7 separate regions of the Mus musculus genome follow, and regions 1, 2, 4, 5, 6 and 7 are each linked to region 3. A link is a contact called in public ChIA-PET, HiChIP or PLAC-seq and promoter capture Hi-C data. All regions are on one chromosome and are shown on one strand. Each heading gives the region's core, a stretch centred on a gene start, on an enhancer-like site or on the middle of the called end of the contact. The rest is flanking DNA. Distances are from core to core; before and after follow the strand shown. Region 1 holds the start of Cwc25 (CWC25 spliceosome-associated protein). Region 2 holds the start of Sp2 (Sp2 transcription factor). Region 3 holds the start of Mrpl45 (mitochondrial ribosomal protein L45). Region 4 holds the start of Pip4k2b (phosphatidylinositol-5-phosphate 4-kinase, type II, beta). Region 5 holds the start of Nfe2l1 (nuclear factor, erythroid derived 2,-like 1). Region 6 holds the start of Cdk5rap3 (CDK5 regulatory subunit associated protein 3). Region 7 holds the start of Pnpo (pyridoxine 5'-phosphate oxidase).

Region 1 (2,700 bases), core at 153-2,652, 450 kb before region 3:
GTTTTGTTTTTCAAGACAGGGTTTCTCTGTGTAGCCCTGGGTGTCCTGGAACTTACTTTGTAGACCAAGCTGGCCTCAAACTCAGAAATCCACCTGCCTCTGCCTCCCGAGTGCTGGAATTAAAGGCATGTGCCACCACGACCAGCTCGGAGCCAGTGTTCTTAATGGCTGAGCCATCACTCCAGTTCTTTAATTCTAACAACTCAAAAATAAAAACACAAGGGCTGGCGAGATGGCTTGGTGGGTAAGACAACTGACTGCTCTTCAAAAGGTCCTGGTGGCCGGGGGTGGGTGTGGGGGGGTGGGTGGTGGCACACGCCTTTAATCCCAGCACTCAGGAGGCAGAGGCAGGCAGATTTCTGAGTTCGAGGCCAGCCTGGTCTACAGAGTGAGTTCCAGGACAGCCAGGGCTACACAGAGAAACCCTGTCTCTGAAAAACCAAAATAAAAAAGGTCCTGGTGACTCACAAACTCATCCATAATGAGAACTGATACCCTCTTCTGTTGTGTCTAAAGACAGCAACAATGTACTTATTTATATATAAATCTTTTCTTCTTCTTCTTCTTTTCTTTTCTTTCTTTCTTTCTTTCTTTCTTTTTTTTTTTTTTTTTTTTGAGACAAGGTTTCTCTGTGTAGCTCTGACTGTCCTTGGAACTCACTCTGTAGACCAGGCTGGCCTTGAACTCAGAAATCTGCCTGCCTCTGCCTCCCAAGTGCTGGGACCAAAGGCGTGTGCCACTACTGACAGGCCCATAAATAAATCTTAAAAAATAAAAATAAAGACACAAGCTGGCTATAGTTTAGCAAGTCTGTAATTCCAGCATTCTGGTGACAGAAGCAAGTGGTATAGATCTGAGTTCAAGGCCAGCCTGATCTACACTGTCCCCAGATAGCCAGGGTTTTACATAGAAAGACACTGTCTAGGAAACAAAAATAAATAAAATAATAAAAATAGGTATTTCCAGACCAGAATGATCTCAAACTTTGTGCCAGAGCTGGCCAGTTTCCATCTACCAAGCGTGGGAGATGACTGGGGGTGTGCCATGACATCTGGCTTTTGGGATTTTGTTTGATAGCATCTATTTCTATAAAACATGCCGGGAATGAGGGAGCTGGCCGAAAAGCTGGTTTGGAAACCCTGGTGTAGCGGTGAGATGGGGAGGCGGCCTAAGTTGGCAGATACTGAGGTCTTACACTGTCTCGCTTCTACGGCAGAGCCCTGATGCGTTGCCAAGGCAACAGAACCCGCCTATGGCTTTTCAACAGTTGGGGCCAGGGGCTTACGTGAGGCAACCAAAAAGAGGCCACCAAAACTGACGGAGGGTAGAAAGTACTTGCGACTCTAGGTTCACGTAGACTTAGCGCTCATACCAAACGTCATCGAGCCGAGACGCTGACGCAGTCATATGACACCACCCCGGAAGTGCGAGCTAGAGCGGGCGGGGAAAAGGGCAGCTGGTTCCTGTAGGGATTAGGTCCCGAGAGGCCGTCTCTGAACTGTTTCCCTAGGTTTCCTCTCTGCCTTCGCTGAATCTTTCAGGTCCACAGACTGAAGAACCGTCTCCACCATCATGGGAGGCGGAGACCTGGTAAGTGCTAGAGGCCTGGGCAGCGACGACTGAGCCCGAGACCCACAGGCGCCGGGGTGGGGTGAAAGTCGGGGGTAGCAGTCGGTAACCCTGGTAATGAAGTCTTGATTTCAGCACAAGGGGGTGATAAACATGGAGAGGGAGCGGATGGTGAAGCCCACAGAGGGACTGAGATGAGCCTCGGGAAGATGTGCGGCGAGGAATGTTTGCTGTTGTCAGGATTTGCTGATTCGGGGGCTTCCCGGGGGCTCCCAGGAAGTCTAAGGTTAGGGAAGGGACAGTTGAACTCATGGTATGGAAGGAGGTAGATCTTGGGCACGTAGACTTTATTTTGTGTATGTTATCTTCGGACATAGCCTCCCCTGCTCCCCCTTTTTTAGCTAGGAGTTCACAGTTGTATCCTGGACCTGGACTGTTGAAAGGGTGGGCTTCAGTCATTTCCCATCCTGAGCTGTGCCGTTTAGAGGCGTCCATTTCAAATCTTTTCCATCTTTGTTTCCTTCCTTACATCAGTGTTTTGCTTTGATGTGTAGTGAGGAGGCAGCTTTCTTCGGTATCGGTAACACTTTTTTTTTTTTTATGTTAAGTGGCAATTGCTCTTAAGTCCTGTAGTTCGTTTGTGGGGAAGGAATGCCTTAAATAAGGCAGAAATATCCAAGAAGCAGAGAGCTAGATTAGGACACTATTGATCTTCTCAAAGTGAAGGTAATTGAATCAATAAGTACATCAGTTTGGGTATCTGTCCACTAAGCTGAATTTGCCGGGTGTCCTTAATTGGATCAAGTTGCAGGGCTCCATCAAAGTTAGTCTAGTTTAGTATGTGCTTCATGTAACTGTCTATTATGGACAGTGCATTAGTTTACTTCTGTAATAAAACCAAGATCAAAAGCAACTGTCGGAGGAGAAGGCTTCTTGCATCTTACAGGTTATAGCCCATCATTAAGGCAGCTCAAGTTGTAACCCAGAGGCAGGAACTGAAGTAGAAACCATGGAGGGATGCTGCTTACTGGCTTGCTTCTCTTGCCTTACTCAGCTTCCCTTGTTTACACAGGTAGACCACCTACCTAGGGATGGCTCCACCCACAGTGGGCTGGGCCTTCCTCTCTCAGG
Region 2 (2,700 bases), core at 114-2,613, 340 kb after region 3:
AGGAGGAGGAAGATAGAAGAGGCGAAGAGAAAATGTAATGAGAGCTGGGGAACAGCTCGACGATACAGTTCATGCTTAGTGTTTATACAGTTCATGCTTAGTGTTGGGGACTTGATCCTCAGCAAATAAGACCCCAGCAGGGATGTATGTGTCTCATCTACCTGCGATCAATGTCTCTCAAATGTTGATTTGGGAAGCTTTGTTACATGTTCTTATAAGTTAATTTACTGGATGTAAAACATTTTTTTCTCACTGTGGGTTAAAACAACAAAACAAAACCAACCAGGAAGGGTGGTACTATGAGGTGGATGTGTGAGTGCTCTGGCTTCAACAAGAGTCTAAGGGTCCACTGCAGATGGGGTGTGGGGTTTCCTACCCACGCAGGTCTCAAGCCAGCGTGAATTCCCTCTGAGTGCTACGTACAGCTTGCCTAAGTTAGTCGTTCGCAGAGGGCCTGGAAGAGAAAGCTAAACCTACCTGTGGTGCCTGTCAAGCACGGCCCCTCATACAGGAGGAGATGAAGCAGAGACCAAGCAGGGTCGCTAGGATGCCAGCGTGCAATTCTGCCCACCTGAGGCGCAGGCTAAAATGCAGATTCTAGGCACACACACCCCGCCCCCCGGGAAATAGCAAATGTAACTAGGGACGACCCTAGGGATCTGCTTTTGATAAAGGCTCAAACACGCCTGTCTGAAGCTGAGAGGATCAGGGAAGCTCTGCGAAACATTGGTGAAGATTAACAGGGGCTTGAGATGACATAATGACAATTCCCTCTAGGAAGTGCCAGGTAACCCAACTCCTGCCAGGTCGTCGACTCTCGAGAGGCGATGGATGGCGGGCGAGGGCCTGAGGTGAAGGCGATGCGCTCACTGGGGGCCGGGCACCGCGTATCCGACAGCTACACTTGAGACTCACCATGCCAGACTGTATTGAGAGATGTATAAGCTCTTTACGGGGCATTTCACAGTAGCACTTCTGATTGGCTTTAGGGCAGATCTATCACTTATCTGCTGGGTTAGAGGTGGGTGGAAGGTCAATTACGACCAATACAAAAACACTTCTCGGCTAAGCCCCTCCTCACCCAGCTTCCTGTTGCTGTCCATCAACCTCCTAGCAGGCGGGACTTTGCCTCCCGCCAGTTGGCTAAAGGATACGTCGTTCATTCCCCCGTTGATTTCCGGTTGGCGACTCCTACCGTCTATCAATGACACTTCACAGTTCTATTGGCCAGACCAACGTCACTCTAGATGCTTCCCAATGATTGGTTGAAAATGCTGTCGGTCCCCAATGTACCAAGCGTTCATTGGTAAAAGCTGCCGTCGCTCGGGCGGTGGCGGGCTCCGGGATTGGCGGGTGCTAGGCGGGCGGTGTCAGGCTCTCGGTGGCGGCGGAGGCGGCGGAGGCCAGGGAGGAAGATGTCGTAATGAGCGGTGGGTCCTGGCGTCTGCCGGCGGCGTCTTCCCGGCCCTCAAGGGTCGGGAAGACGGACAGAGGCCTCGGGGAGGGGAGGCCGGAACCGGGGGTGCCCCCCTGGGACTGGGACTGGCGCCGGGGCCCGGCTACGGGAGGGGCGGGGGAGGAAGGATTCCCGCCCGGAGGAGGAGCGCGGCTGGCCGGCCGGGCGGAGGCACCCGGAAGGGGGCGTTAGACTCCCCGCCCCTCGGAGCCCCGGGCGGGAGGGCGGCGCTTCCGGGGCTGGCAGGCGGCGGGGGCAGCAGGGCGAGCCTGATAACCCCCTTCGCCCCCTCAGCTTGGGTCGCGCCGGGCCTTCAGCCTGCGCCCGAGTTTGCTCCACGCAGGCGGCCGACGCCCCCTCGGGCTCGTCCTGTGGGCAGCCCAGGCTTGGGACCCAGGTGGTGCCAGTCAGATGGGCCCTGCTGGTCTGAACTGCAGCCTGCTGGCCGGGCCACCGCAGTCCCAGAGGGTGGCAGGATTGGAGGGAACGCCCTAGGCAGATGACTGCTGAACGAAAAACCGACTTTTAATGTTTATACCTGGATCCTTGAGCCTGCGGCTAGTATCTGCAAGCTCTTGGAATTTTAGAAGTTTGGAGAACTTGTGGACAGAGCTCCCAGGCTATGGCCCGATGCCCCTTGCGGGGGGTGGGGGGGTTGGGCAAAAATGCACTGGAATTCCAAAAAAGCGTAGGCGCTATCGCTCGTAACAGATGACCTAAGAAATAAAATAGATGCTTTTCTTCATCCGCGTTGCTGGCTTAAGGGTGCTCAGAATCTTCCCTTCCTTCTTAGGTTTCTTTCCCAGTGCCTTATTCTAGTTTTAGTAGAAAAGGAACTGTCTTTTGCGCTGGGCGACTGAGAAACCTGTCCTCTCTACATTCCTTGGTTTTGATTCTAATAGCCTGTCATGTTTAATCGTTTCATAACTAACATGATCCAGGGGGACTCTGTTTGGTTTTTTCTCCTGAACTTTCCCCATTTTTAGGAGGTTACAGGATTATTACATATCAAAATAAAAGTTTGGGCCTGTAGAGGCCTGTCAACGAGGAGAGAGGCAGACCATAGCCAGTGGTCTGTGAGCCAGGAATTGGCCCAAGGGTCCCCTTTATACAGATTTCATTGTAGAAAGGCGATTAACTTTTCAGTGTGTACTGGCAGGAACAGGCTACAGCTGTTCCATGCTGTGCCCTAGAAGGCCCTTGGCATTACAGAGGACAAAACCCTGAGTTGAGACACCCCCCCC
Region 3 (2,700 bases), core at 90-2,589:
CTCTTACCCGCTAAGTCATATCTCCAGCCCCACTTAGTGGTTAATTTATTGCTATCAATCAGAGTCTAAAGCATACACCAGACCTCTGACAATAGAGAACTGAACCAGGATCCCAGAAATAGTTCCTTACCTGTACAGGCCAAATGTATAGGGCGCTCCAACCGTTCCTGTGGAATGACCAATCCCGCTTTCCTGGCATACTCCAAAAACTCCTTCTCTGTTTTGTACTTGGGTTCAGGAGTTGGGGGTCTAAAACGGCTTTTGGTTTTAACTTGAACTACAGTTGTGGACTGAGTCACCAGAATGGGCTGGGAGATGAAAAAAAAAAGTTAGCGTATAGGTGATTTGGAAAGGATAAATCTATCTTGAGCAAACTGTTTGCAAAGTCTTATAGAAAGACATCCCATTAAAGAATGCTTCAGGAGTTATGAAATGACTATTATGGAGAAACGATATTACTTTTTGAACACCTAGGGATGGCTTTTGCCACAAGCCAATTAATAACCTGTATTCACATCAATCAACAGTAAAAACTTTCCTTTAATACATTCTGCAGTACTACTGTATACAGAGATGATTAAAGCAGAGGTCCTAGTGCCAAAGAACTTTCAGTTTAATTGTAAACCTCACTTAACCCATTTCTGAAAAGAGTGGAATGCTATTACTAAAGCATTAAACAAGATCTCCCTGGCATTTCCCCCACACTTCTGTTTTGCTTTTTCAGAAGCAAATTGCTTCTAGCTCCTAACTGACCAATAAACTTTTACGAAGTCAGGTGACCTTTTCCCTCTAGGATAAGACAAAACTCCTATCCTTTTCAAAAAAAAATTTTTTAAGAATGTAAAAGAGCTGGTTCATCTTCCAAGCCATTACTTTCCTTTTTAACATCTTCTCTCCAAAGACTAGAATTAACGTAAAGAAGCTTAATGCTCAGCCTCGTCTAGGCTGTCTAGAGAGACTTGTCTAGAGGGGATCGCATACACCTCAAATTCTTCTCCAGATGAAGTCTGACTCGTATGGTCCAAACTCAGCAACGCCCACAGCATGATTATTCCCCTCTACTCTATCCTCCTCTTTGTGTCCCTAAAAATTTCATTCGCTTCATTTCTACCCACCTGCCGAGACCACCATCCCAAAGTCCTGTATAAGGAGGACAAGCCCCGAGGTACGGGGGCCGCCATTTTGCTCGCGCAAAGGCCGCCGGGATGCTAGCCTAGCCGCAGATCACCGAGCCGGAGAAAAGGCGCAGAGGGCGGAGCGAGCTGGGGAGTGGAATTTTCCAGGGCGCGCGCCCCAGGCCGAAAGGTGAGTCGCGCGCACGCGCACGCTCTCCAGGGGAGGGGCGCGCGGGCACGCGCAGTGGGTTCGCGCGTGCGCAATGAAACCACTTTGGAAGTAGGGTAAACCGCACGGCTGTCACGCGCCAGTCGGAGACGGGGAGAGCCAGCTGCGCCTGCGCAGGAGGCTTCTGTGGGACTCTGGTTGCTGCATTCCTGGTTCCTTAACACATTGTTACACCTTATTTACAATCGGTGAAAAAAACGAAAAAGTGCTTCCCTCTGAAATCAGAAGCCTTTAAGATAAGTGTTTTCTTTCATTACAAGGAATTCACTGGAGGTATTTAGGGCGAAAATGATAGTTTCTGGGTGTGTTTCTGACCTCAAAATGCAGTATAACCTTAAACCTTTAACCAACCTAGTTTTCTATGTGAAAATTCTTTCATACCTTTCCGTTAGGGAAGCTGACCGCTGTGATTACTGAAAAGCAAAAGGCACGTGGGTTAACAAGAATCTGTCATTTCCCAAAACATATCATTTCCAAAAATACCACTTACCAAATTTGGTAATAACTGGTATTTCAAAATTGTTTACTAGGCGCCTGGCAATTTAAGCATTTTACATATATCAACTTAATCCTCACCACAAGCAATAAATATTCCTGCTTTTACATATATGGTTGGGCCAGAGATACTAAATATGTAATTCAAATTTAAACAAATAATTGGCAGAACTGAGAGTCAGGTACATAGAGTTTAACAACTCCAAAATCGCTTCACATTCAGTGGTTAAAGGAATCCCAGTGTGATAACCAGGTCATCCTGGAGCCACACAGACTATGTAACACATCCTAACCCATGTCTGCCTGGCCTCTGCTCAGTTTCTCGGCTACTGCAAGCTAATTCCCTATCAGTACCTAATATGATTTGGTTCACTCTGAGATGGATTCTTAGGTGGTCACTGTTACTTTTGATTAGCTGTTTTGGAAAATTTGAGGCATGGTGGCGCACCCCTTTAGTCCCAGCACTCGGGAGGCAGAGACAGGCAGATTTCTGAGTTCGAGGCCAGCCTGGTCTACAAAGAGAGTTCCAGGACAGCCAGGGCTACACAGAGAAAACCCTCCCTCAGAAAAATACAAACAAACAAAAACTAAAAAAGAAAATAGAAACTATAGAGATGGCTCAGGTGTTAAGAGTCCTTGCTGGGCTGGTGAGATGGCTCAGTGGGTAAGAGCACCCGACTGCTCTTCTGAAGGTCAGGAGTTCAAATCCCAGCAACCACATGGTGGCTCACAACCATCCGTAACAAGATCTGACTCCCTTTTCTGGAGTGTCTGAGGACAGCTACAGTGTACTTACATTAAATAAATAAATCTTAAAAAAAAAAAAAAAAAAGAGTCCTTGCTGCTCTGGCAGAGGACCCA
Region 4 (2,700 bases), core at 77-2,576, 430 kb before region 3:
CTGGCCCTCAGAGGTGCTCTTAATTCATATATTAAGCCATTTCGTTGTTCTACCAGTTCCTAATTTCTCCTAAAATATGTTTGGATTTAAGCACTAAAATTCCAGTCACTGTAATTATTGTTGTTGTTACTTTTTGAGACAGGGTTTCTCAGTATAGATAGCCCTGGCTGTCCTGGAACTCACTCTGTAGACCAGGCTGGCCTTGAACTCAGAAATCTGCCTGCCTCTGCCTCCCAAGTGCTGGGATTAAAGGCATGCGCCACCACGACCGGCTGGCACTGTAATTCTTAAAACTCAGTTTCTCCCCAGACAATATAACATTATTCATTTAATCATCTCATCCTTCTGCCCTATGTTATAGTTAATTATGGCTTTTATTTTATTACTTGGTAATAAAGGCTACATTTATTTTTGTAACTGTGTAGAGCGATCTACCACGTGCCTGGTACTGAGTCTTGATATCCCAAGTGTTGACCTGTGATTTGTGTCGGATACAGAGACCCTTCGACCAAGTGGAATTACATAATAAACCATGGGCAGTTTATTCGAGATTTCTTGGAGCAAGAATGAAAGGATTATTACAATACGCGTCTACAGATGCTAGTGGTGTCTAAACTTGACCATCGGGATAGAGGAGGCTAGGCGGCAGGTGGGTGGGCGCGCGGCCCATTCATAAAACCTAGGATTCCCGGCCTGCTCCTCTGATTGGCCCCCGGGAAAGGGGGCGTACCTTGCGGGTGGAGCGAGCCGTCGGCCCAGGGGAGTGGGAAGATCCACGCTTGGGTGGAGCGAGGGGGCGGTCCCTGGTTTTCTAGGCAGGACTTCCTTTCCCCTTTGCCGCGTTACTCCTCTGTCCCCCGGGGTGGAGATGGTATGTTCCAGCTTCTTCTCATGCCGGCCCCTCTTCCCCTCCCGAAGCGGCGGCGCTGCCGCCATTTTAGTACTTCATGTGGAGGCAAAGTCAAAGCCCGGCCTTGAGGGTGTCCGAGTAGGGAGCCCTTCTTGCCGAGTGCCTCGAGGCTGTCCATCCCCAGTCTTCCTCGTTCCCCCGCGTGAAGCCGGCTGGGTTCCCTTCAGGCCGGGAGAGGAGGAGTGGGCGGGGCAGCTGCAAGCGCCCGGGGACGGGCGGTACCATTCCGACGGGGAGGGGAGAGCCGGGATCCAGTGGGCGGTGCCGCCCGGGGGCGGGGTGAGGATCAGGCTGGCCTGCTCCCCGGGGCGGGGCGGGGCGGGGCGGGCCGGCGCAGCGAGGGCGGGGCGTGGGGCGGACGGAACCACCGGGGCGGGGTGGGGAGGTAACGGGACGGGCGCGACCATGGCTCGGTGAGGCAGCGGGGGTGGGGATCGGTTCGGGGGAGGCCTGGGGCCGCTCGCTGGTGCGCTGTCTCCGCCGCCCCCCCTTTCGCCGCCGCCGCCGCCCCGGGCATGTCGTCCAACTGCACCAGCACCACGGCGGTGGCGGTGGCGCCGCTCAGCGCCAGCAAAACCAAGACCAAGAAGAAGCATTTCGTGTGCCAGAAAGTGAAGCTATTCCGGGCCAGCGAGCCGATTCTCAGCGTCCTGATGTGGGGGGTGAACCACACGGTAACCAGCTTCCCCGTGCGCGCCCCCACTCCCTCCGGCCTCGCCACGCTCGCCCCGCGGGTGACGCCTGCAACCCTTCCGCCGAGCCACTTGCATGCCCGCCCACCCGTGCACGCTGTCCGGCCGGGCGTGCACTCCCCGTTCGCCACGCGAGGCCTGGTGTCCCCGTGCTATGCCGTCGTCGTTTCCCCTTCGCTCCAGCCCCTCTGGCTTCTTGTGTCCGTATGCTGGCTCCGTGCAACCCCGGAGCTTCCGAGGGAAGGCCTGGGTGCTGCAACGACGCTGCTTCTACCCTCAGCGTGTTTGTTGCATGGCTATTCCGCTTGTCTCTTATAGCTGGCTACCACATCATTGCTCAGTTGACAGGGCAAGTGGGACTGGCTTGCCTGAATGTTCCTGTTTGTGGTCCTTTGGGTGGTATGGCTGCTCAAAGTTTCCCATCTTCTAGGCCTCCTTACCCCTGACTGTGGACATCCTCTCTGGGTTTCCTTTTTTTCTTCTTCTTCTTCATGAAGACGTATCAACTGGAGAAGCAGAGACTTCTCCAAACCACAGACACTTGACTTGTGTTCCCATGGATGAAGGATAAGTGCGAGCACAAGGCCCGAGGGAGTGTAGACTTGGTTATGGAAATAATGTATCTTCCTCGTTCTTCTGTGATGTTTCAAAGCCATTGACTTCTCGTATGGTTTTCCAGGGTGTGATAATGGTGATTACTGTCTCAGATGAGTGGTCCTTTGGGTCCTGGGTGCTTTGGGATGGTGCAGCAGCCTCTGCCAAGAAGTTGGATGTGGCCGACGTTAGCTGGTTGGCTCTGTTTATGTGCTGTTTGTTTGGGATCTGCTCTCTTTCGGTGGCTTGCTCTCTGCCTTCTCACCGTTTCTTTGTGAGTCCCTACACTGAGAGCAAACAGAGGAAGTGAAAAGACCTGAGGTGCTGACTCCACCAGCCACAAGTTTAGAATGGGGGTGGGTGGGGGGAGGATAACGGGTCGGGTCTCCTTCGGATTTCATTCTTTAGGCTCCATGACTTTTCTGAACACTTGAAATTGTCTACAAGACCAAACAATGACCCAGGGACCCAGGGTCAGGGAGACTTCATTTTCTCTTGCTTTGG
Region 5 (2,700 bases), core at 122-2,621, 490 kb after region 3:
TACACAAATGTCTAGTTTTCATAAATTTTGTATTCTAGTAATTTATTGGGACACACTAAAAAACGATGAAGTAAAAACAGTCTTTGAAAGTGTTAACTAGCTCAAAATAATTTGTTTCCATTTAAAAAGGTATGTGGTAGCTTAATAATTTTTGTAAGAATCAGTTGAATTCTTGGTGCATATTATATCTGTGAAACGTACTTTACATTCTGAGAACCCCTCCATATTGGTGCTAACTCTCCTAGCACAGCGTGAAGTGAACTTATCTGCTGCATTATCAGTTGGCCTTGTCCTTAATTGCACAAGGACAGCGAATAATGAACTGTCAACTAGATTATGGCCTCTTAAAAGGAGACAAGAACTCAGTTGGCATCTCACCTCTGTCCCACAGCTACACAGTACAAACTTCAATACAATGATTTCCTACATGTGGTCTTCGGACCAGCTGTATCAGAATTACTTATAGGGAACGTTATCAGGCCCCTACCACAGGGTCACTGAACAAGAATCTCACAAAGGCTTTGTAATTTGGAATCTAATAAATGATGTTGAGAGCACACTTATATTTGAGTCACAAAAAATGTTTTGGTACTATAGTTGTATGGGGAACTCTGGCAACGATGGAACGTTCCTGAAAAGCAAAAACTAAGCTGTGTGCGAGGTTAGAGGAAGGGGAGGGGCTCTTCCCGGTGTTTCTTTGATGGCAAAAACGAGTTACTATGTCCTATCTATCACACTACCAACATTTCTCTAAGGCCCTCGTCTGCCCCGCAGTTTCCACGACCTGACTGTTGCCTGGGCTACAAGATGCCACCCTTCCTGCCTGACGAACAGGTTACACCAGGCTCTAAGGCAGACAGGGGGTACCGGTTTCCGTTGCCAGGACTCAAGATGGCGACACGAACGTCGCGACCATCAGAGCCACATGCTCCGTACTCCGCCTCGGCCCCCCCCTCGGATCTCACTGGACTTTTACAAGTCACCGTGGGGACCCTCAAGGACGGAATCTCGGGCTCCGGCGTCAATGCTCCATTATCTGCCTTAAAGGACCGCATTCCTAGGCACACAATGAGCTAGAATCACCTAACTTACAACACCGCCCACCTCCAACCCGCAGCGGAGAGGTTCAGAATGCCGGACACTAGGGCCTTCGCCTCACTCATTGGTGGGTCCATACCGGGGGGCGGGCCTGCACACTCATTGGACTTCTCTCCACGTCAGTCTCGGGAGGACTGTGCCGAGTGGGCAGACACAAACTCGACTATTGGGTTTTCTTTGCTGTCAATCAAAGTGACATCCGGTGACGACTCTAGTCCCGGCTATCTGATTGGACCAACTGTTTCTGGGGTGGCCGTGGCGGGCGGGTTTCCGAGTGCAGTGGAAGGAGGGGGCGGGGAGGGAAGCCGAGGCTGGGCGCTCCAGGCCGGCCGGAGGTGGCGGCGACGGCGGCGGTGGCGAGGCCGGGACTTGGGCTGAGGGCCTGCTGTGGCGGCAGCGACAGACTGTGACCTCAGCAGCGGGTACCTGCTCTAATTCCCTTCCCCAACGAGATAGCCGCGGTGCAACAGGGCCGAAAGCTTGTGGGATAAGGGGCGGCGAGATGTGGTTGAGGAGCAGGAGGCGGGACCCGGGAGGCCGAGAGGGGTCTTGATCGGGCTCGGGCCCTGGACACGGCCGGAAAGAAACGCGGGGCCGACCAGAAAGCGTGTTCCTGGGTGGGCTGGACTGAGAAGGGCCGAGGGCATGGGAGGGCGTGGTGAGGCTGGGCTCGCGAGCGGGGTGGGGCCTGGGGAACGGAGGGCGGGGTGAGGCTCGCTTTTAAGGGTGGGTCAAGGCCAGCAAAGTAGCACTTGTCGCTCCGTGTCCCAGAAAGCTTGGAGGCGCGTCGGCGAGAGTGGGCATGGCAGCTTGGTCTCATCCAGACTCGGGTACGGCAGGGTGGGACCGGACTGGGGCCGGAGCGCTCTCTCTTTGGCCTTGTGGGCTTTGAAGAACTTTGTCTGCTCTCTCAAACTTTAAGTGGCTCTTGGGAAGTTTTAGTAGTAAATTGCGCGAGGACGGGCGGGTTTCAAAAGCAGGGATGTTTACTCAACCGAATGAGGGTATTCGTGGGTGTGTGTGTCTCCTACGTGTCGCTCCCACTTCACCTTTAGAGCGAAGTTGATAGTGGGCCACAGTAGAGGAGTTTAGGAATTTAATGGAAGCTCAAAAGTAGAAATCAGAAATGGGAAGGCAAATTTACCTTCTCCCCACTTGGCAAGTGAGATCGAGAACTTGGCCATATCCTTCTGCTTTGGCTCAGAAGGTCATGTGAATAAAGCTAAAACCTGTGAATTCAAATTCCAGGTGGAGCACGGCTCCACAATCTTCCACTGTCCTCCTGTACCCTACCCTGTTCTTTTATTTTGCCATACTGGGGATTGGACCTAGGGCCTCTAACCAGGCACCCGTGATCTGTATCCTTGTCCTGGACATTCTTTTATTTTACTATTGAAACCAGGCTGGTCTTAAACCCCTGATCTTAACGTTTCAACGTTCTGAGTGGCCTGTGCTATTAGGCTGGTCTTTTATTTAAAAAAATAAATTAATTAATTAACGAATGAAAGAATGATAGGAAAGGGGAAATGAGATTTCAAAAGTTGGAATAACAAAAAGGCATATGAAATGGAGGCCTGAACATTTTCATGTATTTTTTCACAG
Region 6 (2,700 bases), core at 27-2,526, 400 kb after region 3:
CTGGGATTGAAGGCGTGTGCCGCCACTGCCCAGCTTGAGTGTCATGTTTGAGTCCTCCCTCCTCACCCATTTGGCCAATCTATTGCCAACGCCTGTCTGTTTTCCTCCTAAATTCTGCTTATCTCCTCCCTACAGCTTCTGACCTAGGTGAGGCCCAACCTCTCCCTTACAGCCTCCTAGTTGCTCTGGACACAGCCTTATTGCCCATTAGCCCATCCTCCTAACCAATATGTGTTATGTCCTTCCTTGTACCAAACCCTTCAGTGGTTCCTCTCTGTCTGCAGTGTGAAGTCCAAGTTCCTTAATGAGGGACTCTTTGTTACGATCCTTATATTTTTACAGCCTCCTCCCGGGTCACTGCCTTAAACCTTTTACTGTATAGAGGTGGGTCTGAGGTCAGCTATAGGTGGGAGACCTGTGTAGTGTCCTCTTGAGATCCCTCGTGAAACAAGGGACCTTGCACTTCACTTTGTCTTGGACCACGTATATTTTGCCGGTCTCCCCTGCTTGTCTTTCCCTGAACCACTCTTGCAGCTGTAGTTTTAAAGTTTGTGCAGTCTCTTCCATCAGAAACAGCCTTTCCACTCCACCAGGAACACCCGCCATCATCCTTCCTTCTGCAACTTTTTTTTTTTTTTTTTTTTTTTTTTTTGGCTTTTCGAGACAGGGTTTCTCTGTATAGCCCTGGCTGTCCTGGAACTCACTTTGTAGATCAGGCTGGCCTCGAACTCAGAAATCCGCCTGCCTCTGCCTCCCTGCTGGGATTAAAGGCGTGTGCCACCACGCAACTTTTTGTTTACTATTCAATGAGTGTTGCTTCCTCTCCCTTCCCTGTCCCAGTCGTCCAACAAGAATCGGGTGCTCAAAAATCGTATTTATCATAAATGGGAGGACAAAATGTGACGAGAGCCTCAAGAGACCTGTGACCTTCTATATGTGGTAAAGGGAGAAAATGGTGGGAAGAAAGTATTTTTTTTAACTACTTTCGAAACGCCATCGGGAAGGTGCTAGGACCTGTTCCGCGCATGTGTTCGTTCTCTAGCTGGGGGCTCCGCGCCAGGCTGATGAAAAAGCAGCCTAAAACGGCTCTTGGGTGCCCCCTACCGCCATCGTGCAAGTGTAACATCCCTTCCTGGAGATCACCCGGCCGGAGCCCGCCTCTCGCCTTCCATTGGCTGTCAGCTATTCTCCCGCCCCTCCGGTACTCAACCAATCAGAACATCGTGATGGGCGGGGCTTTCAGCAGAGGGGCGGAGCGTGGTCTTGGATTGGCTCCGCTGAAGACGGCGACGTGGCTGAAGGAGGCCGGTTTGTTTCGGAACTGAGGCTCAAGCACAGCCGCTCAGGATTGGTGCTAGGCTGGGCCGGGGTCTTTGGCCGGAAGCGGAAGTGGAGAAAGGATGCAGGTGTGGGGACCAGGGCTGGAGAAACTGGGTCTTCTCTGGGATTCCTGTCCTGCCTCCTCAAGTCCTCCCGTCCTCTGTCGGGTGCTCTGCCCCTGCAGGGTGGCGGTTGGACTCGTGGAATGAGCGCGCGCGAGGCGCATCGCCTTCCCGCGTTCACGCCCTCCCTCCCGGTCGTATTTCCCACCAGGACCATCAGCACGTGCCCATCGACATCCAGACCAGCAAGCTGCTCGGTAGGAGAGGGCGCCCCCGCGCGGTCGGCTCTCGGGGGAGGTCTGCTAGTTGCCCCCTGTCACCAACCAGCAGCCAGGAGCTGTGAAAGTCCCAGCTGAGGTGCTTTACTCCAGCGAACTGTTTGCTCTGCAAGGAAGGAAGCATGGAAAGTCTGTACTGGCTCCGTGTTTTCTACTTTTAACGTTTCTCACGTAGTATCAAATCGTATTCAGGCACACAGGACAAATGGATAGTGTTAAAGATGGACAGTTAAGCAAATGGCTGATCCATTTGAAACCTAAGTCTGTTTGGTTCTGTCTTCATGCATTTTGCATTATTTGGGGTGGGTAATCCTCTCCCATCTATTTAAAAAGTTTCTCTCCTTGGATTTAGGGAGAAGAGGGCCCTAAGACTCACATACAGACCTTTTATGCCAACCATGGTGGTTCACACTGGTAACCATAATACTTGGGAGGCCGAGGCAGGAGGATTGGTGGCAGTTCTCAGACAGCCTGGCTTGCATAGCAAGTACCAGCCTAGTACTCCCCGCCCCCCACCCCCACCCCCCCAAAAAACCTTTAGTCTTAGCACTCAGAAGGCAGAGGCAGGCCTTGGCCACATAGCAAGCACCAGGGCAGCCAGGACTACATGGAGAGACACTATTTCAAAAGAAAATGACAGAGAGACAAGAAGACCTTTTAGTGACCAGGCAGTCTCTGCATCTGGCTTACATCCCTCATTCTGTCACTTCTGGGGGTGTGTACAGCCCCTGGCCCTTGTGTTCACCAGATACGCCAGTCCACTGGTAACACGTCCTTAAGAGGGTGTTTGCCGACCTCAGCCCCTGGAGGAATTCTGGTGTCTGCTGTTTTCCTTTCTGACAACTTGAGAAGAACTCAGAGTCAGAATTTCTGATACTGTTGTTGCTTGAGAGAAATTAAGCGGTTGAAAGATTTGTTTTAAAGGAGAGGGAGTATTCAGTCCTTTGATGGACACTGGTGAGTCCTCCCAAGTGCCTGCCAGGCACGGGCCACCATGTATTCATAGTGTATGGGCACCCGCTGCATCTACCTGGGTGTGC
Region 7 (2,700 bases), core at 129-2,628, 370 kb after region 3:
GACCTTATAAGGGATGCTGATGACTAACTACTACAGTCCACTGCAAGAGCCAGACGACTCTCCCCATCCTGCTCATGGGAGAAAACGACAATGCACCAAAAATTCTAGGCTAGCCTCACGTTTACTATGTAGCCAAGGCTGGCCTTAGTCTAAGTGCTGAGACAACCGGCAGGCATGCACCACTTTTCTCAGCAAGCTTCCTTCCTCTTGCTTCTGTGCAGCAGATTGCGCTGGCTCAAGCTGTAGACAGAGGATAATGAGTTCCCACTGCAGACACCAAGGCAGGCCAAGAAGGTCTCTTACCTGGCACAGTGCTGGGTGCCTGTCTACATGGCTCTTGGGGCTCCCACTCCGGATACTGGTAGACACCAGGGCTACAGAGTCATCTTCCACCACGGGCTGCCCCAGGCAGATCAAAGCTGGAAGAAGCGTTGTGAGGATTTCCTACTTCTCTCTCAGCCAGACATCCACCACGTGAAGTCAGCGTGCAGGCGCCGCACCTGTTCCCTGTATCCTTGGCTGGCTATTGCCAAAAACTATGCCTCCCACTACCTAGAAAGGAACAACAAAGAAATAAAAACAGCAACAACAACAAGAAGAAATATGAAAAGGAGGAAATAACCAAGTTGAAAGAGGTTTAGGAAAGGGACAGCCCTTCCATCTGTTAGAGCAGTGGCTAGTAGTAACTCCACTGCATTGGGTATAGGATGCCCTGAGCCCAGCCCAACCCTTAGGAAAGGGTTACAAGTTAGAAGGGAAGACCATTCTGCTCTGGGGTAGCCTGATTCCAATTTCTGTCTTCTTTCTATTCAGCTGACTCCCTTCTCGCCTCAGAGTCTCCTTCCTGACCCCAGAGTGCTTCCCCAGTCCCCAGAGTATCAGCCCACCACCACGACCCTCAGCACCTGCCCTGCGGTTTACAAGGCAGTTTCAGTCTCTCCTTACTCTCAAGCCACAATCTTCTCCCTCAGTCTCTCCCTGTGTCCCTAACACCTTTGCTTCCGAGTCCGGCCCCCAAACCATGTTTTCTTGCCCAGTCTTCCAACCTCCGCTGCGCCAGGAGGGGATCCCTGCCCTACGTTCTTCTTCAGTAGCCCGCCACTGGCCGGCCACTTACTGCGGACCTCTCCTCTCCAGCCCCGAGACTTCGCCCCGCCCTCGCCTTGGCTGCTGTCCCTATACCTTTAACAAACCTCCACGTGCTTCTTAAACGGCGGTGACAGCATTTCCTTGTCTCTCTGCTCCCGCCCCTGGAGGCGCTGCCCATTGGCTGCTGGGTTCCTTCATTCCCGCTCTAATTGGTCTCGCTCCAGGTAACTCAAACCAATAAGCTCTCCAGGTATGGATCCCTGCTCTGGTCCTGGACAGCTATTGGTTGATCCTAGGCACCTTGGTTCCGAGAACTTAGGACTTACTAGCTTGTCTGGGGCTCTAGTAAATTCTTCCTTCCCAGGCTAGACACACAGGCTGAGCAATTGGTTCCGAACCCAGGGCCAGGCGACGCTGGGTCACGTGGCCGACTGCTTACATGACGTGCGGGCTGCTGAGCGTCACTGTGACGTTCAGGAGACCTGCGAAGTGGACGGGCTACCTCCGTCACCTGTGCTGTCGGGGTGCAGTCATGGACCTGGGACCAATGCGCAAGAGTTACCGCGGGGATCGAGAGGTGCTGCCGCTGCCGCCGGGACACGGAAAGGGGGTGTCCCTAAATTAGCAAAGGGTTGGAGGAGCGCCTTGTGCTTTCAGGGGCCACTTACAAGGCAACGGGATTTAGGGGTCACCCTGATGGGAGAAGAGGGTTTCAGAGACAGCTACTGGGGAGGGCCTCAGGGGAACCGTGGATTAACGTGTACTCATAGACCCCTTGACATCAGAACCCACCTGTGTTGGAACCCAGCCCTTTTCTGACTGTCTCGCTGTGGACAATTTATGCTCTTTGGGCCTCAGTTTATCCACCTGTAAAGTGGTGATACCTACTTCACAAGGATGCTGTGGGTTTGGGGGTTTTCTCATTTTTTACATTTTTATACATTTAGAGTGTACATGTGTTTATACATGTATGACAGGCGACAACTTTCAGGAGTTTTTTGGTTTTTGTTTTTGTTTTTTTTTTTTTCCCACCATGTCGTAGGTCACCAGGAATGAACTCAGGTTGTCAGGTTTCGTGGTAGATGTCTTTACCAGTCTATATTTAGGCATTTGTAAAATGCTTAAAACAGTCATAAACGTGATATAAATTTATAAAGGAGCGGAAGCTGGGCTTGTAGCTGAGTGTTGTGGAGTCTTGCCTGGTGTGTATGAGGGTTCTGGGTTCCACCTTTGGCACCAAATGAACTAGGCACAGTGGATCCAGAGTTCAGGGTCCGGCTACACAGTGAGTTCAAGGCTAACCTGGAAGCTCTTCGTTTTAACCTCCCTCATCATGATCTTCTCCCCACTCAGGTCAGGGACCAAGAGATCAGTTCTGGGATTGGGATCCAGAGCTACAGTGGCCAAGTGTGCTTATCCGTGAACATCTGCAGGAGTGCTTGACTGAGATGTAGGCTCTTGTGAAACCTTAGAACTACTTCATGAAAAAGAATGAGGTGACCCACAGGAACTTCAGCACACTCCAGCCCTGGTTCATCCCTTCCTCCTTAGGAGACTCAGGGACTTACTGGGCCGTTTTATGCCTGTTTCACCATCTGTAAATGGACATAG

Evidence for each region. ChIA-PET counts read pairs in DNA pulled down with a chosen protein or histone mark. HiChIP or PLAC-seq counts read pairs in DNA pulled down with a chosen protein or histone mark. Capture Hi-C pulls out chosen DNA fragments and counts their contacts.
Region 1: an H3K27ac HiChIP or PLAC-seq map of embryonic stem cells shows a contact between it and region 3, with 5 read pairs. The contact joins the promoter of Cwc25 here to the promoter of Mrpl45 in region 3. A contact is called at or near these places in 1 of 39 promoter capture datasets (liver), 1 of 484 Hi-C or Micro-C datasets (CD4 T cells) and 3 of 115 datasets of contacts at active chromatin or transcription factors (embryonic stem cells, pancreatic cancer cells and stem cell-derived neural progenitor cells).
Region 2: a contact with region 3 is called in a promoter capture Hi-C map of adipose tissue. The contact joins the promoter of Sp2 here to the promoter of Mrpl45 in region 3. A contact is called at or near these places in 7 of 39 promoter capture datasets (the 3T3-L1 cell line, 3T3-L1-derived adipocytes, cranial neural crest and 3 more), 4 of 484 Hi-C or Micro-C datasets (Sertoli cells, embryonic stem cells and uterus), 6 of 115 datasets of contacts at active chromatin or transcription factors (the SCID.adh cell line, bone marrow-derived macrophages, embryonic limb bud and 3 more) and 1 of 9 other capture datasets (adipose tissue).
Region 4: a FOXA1 HiChIP or PLAC-seq map of pancreatic cancer cells shows a contact between it and region 3. The contact joins the promoter of Pip4k2b here to the promoter of Mrpl45 in region 3. A contact is called at or near these places in 2 of 39 promoter capture datasets (liver and pre-B cells), 1 of 484 Hi-C or Micro-C datasets (embryonic stem cells) and 2 of 115 datasets of contacts at active chromatin or transcription factors (embryonic stem cells and pancreatic cancer cells).
Region 5: an H3K4me3 HiChIP or PLAC-seq map of embryonic stem cells shows a contact between it and region 3, with 10 read pairs. The contact joins the promoter of Nfe2l1 here to the promoter of Mrpl45 in region 3. A contact is called at or near these places in 2 of 39 promoter capture datasets (the 3T3-L1 cell line and pre-B cells) and 3 of 115 datasets of contacts at active chromatin or transcription factors (embryonic stem cells, memory CD8 T cells and pancreatic cancer cells).
Region 6: a FOXA1 HiChIP or PLAC-seq map of pancreatic cancer cells shows a contact between it and region 3. The contact joins the promoter of Cdk5rap3 here to the promoter of Mrpl45 in region 3. A contact is called at or near these places in 2 of 484 Hi-C or Micro-C datasets (embryonic stem cells and muscle stem cells) and 1 of 115 datasets of contacts at active chromatin or transcription factors (pancreatic cancer cells).
Region 7: an RNA polymerase II ChIA-PET map of memory CD8 T cells shows a contact between it and region 3, with 11 read pairs. The contact joins the promoter of Pnpo here to the promoter of Mrpl45 in region 3. A contact is called at or near these places in 1 of 39 promoter capture datasets (stem cell-derived epiblast-like cells), 2 of 484 Hi-C or Micro-C datasets (B cells and embryonic stem cells) and 1 of 115 datasets of contacts at active chromatin or transcription factors (memory CD8 T cells).

Annotation. Positions count from the first base shown.
Region 1 is chr11:97,765,315-97,768,014 of GRCm38.p6, reverse strand. It overlaps Cwc25 (CWC25 spliceosome-associated protein), which reads left to right and starts at 1,402. Exons shown (of 10, transcript NM_026186.4): 1 at 1,402-1,590. The coding sequence starts at 1,573.
Region 2 is chr11:96,976,351-96,979,050 of GRCm38.p6, reverse strand. Sp2 (Sp2 transcription factor) reads left to right here and starts at 1,363. Exons shown (of 7, transcript NM_001080964.2): 1 at 1,363-1,430. The coding sequence starts at 1,424.
Region 3 is chr11:97,314,355-97,317,054 of GRCm38.p6, reverse strand. Mrpl45 (mitochondrial ribosomal protein L45) reads right to left here and starts at 1,339. Exons shown (of 8, transcript NM_025927.4): 1 at 1,116-1,339; 2 at 131-308. The coding sequence starts at 1,181.
Region 4 is chr11:97,743,330-97,746,029 of GRCm38.p6, reverse strand. Pip4k2b (phosphatidylinositol-5-phosphate 4-kinase, type II, beta) reads left to right here and starts at 1,326. Exons shown (of 10, transcript NM_054051.1): 1 at 1,326-1,584. The coding sequence starts at 1,426. Cwc25 (CWC25 spliceosome-associated protein) reads left to right here. Exons shown (of 10, transcript NM_026186.4): 10 at 1-560. Mir8102 (microRNA 8102) reads right to left here and starts at 1,133; the gene lies at 995-1,133.
Region 5 is chr11:96,828,639-96,831,338 of GRCm38.p6, reverse strand. Nfe2l1 (nuclear factor, erythroid derived 2,-like 1) reads left to right here and starts at 1,371. Exons shown (of 5, transcript NM_008686.3): 1 at 1,371-1,520.
Region 6 is chr11:96,915,090-96,917,789 of GRCm38.p6, reverse strand. It overlaps Cdk5rap3 (CDK5 regulatory subunit associated protein 3), which reads left to right and starts at 1,276. Exons shown (of 14, transcript NM_030248.2): 1 at 1,276-1,406; 2 at 1,594-1,639. The coding sequence starts at 1,401.
Region 7 is chr11:96,942,697-96,945,396 of GRCm38.p6, reverse strand. Pnpo (pyridoxine 5'-phosphate oxidase) reads left to right here and starts at 1,378. Exons shown (of 7, transcript NM_134021.2): 1 at 1,378-1,666. The coding sequence starts at 1,529. D030028A08Rik (RIKEN cDNA D030028A08 gene) reads right to left here and starts at 1,251. Exons shown (of 6, transcript NR_003293.3): 1 at 1,183-1,251; 2 at 304-552.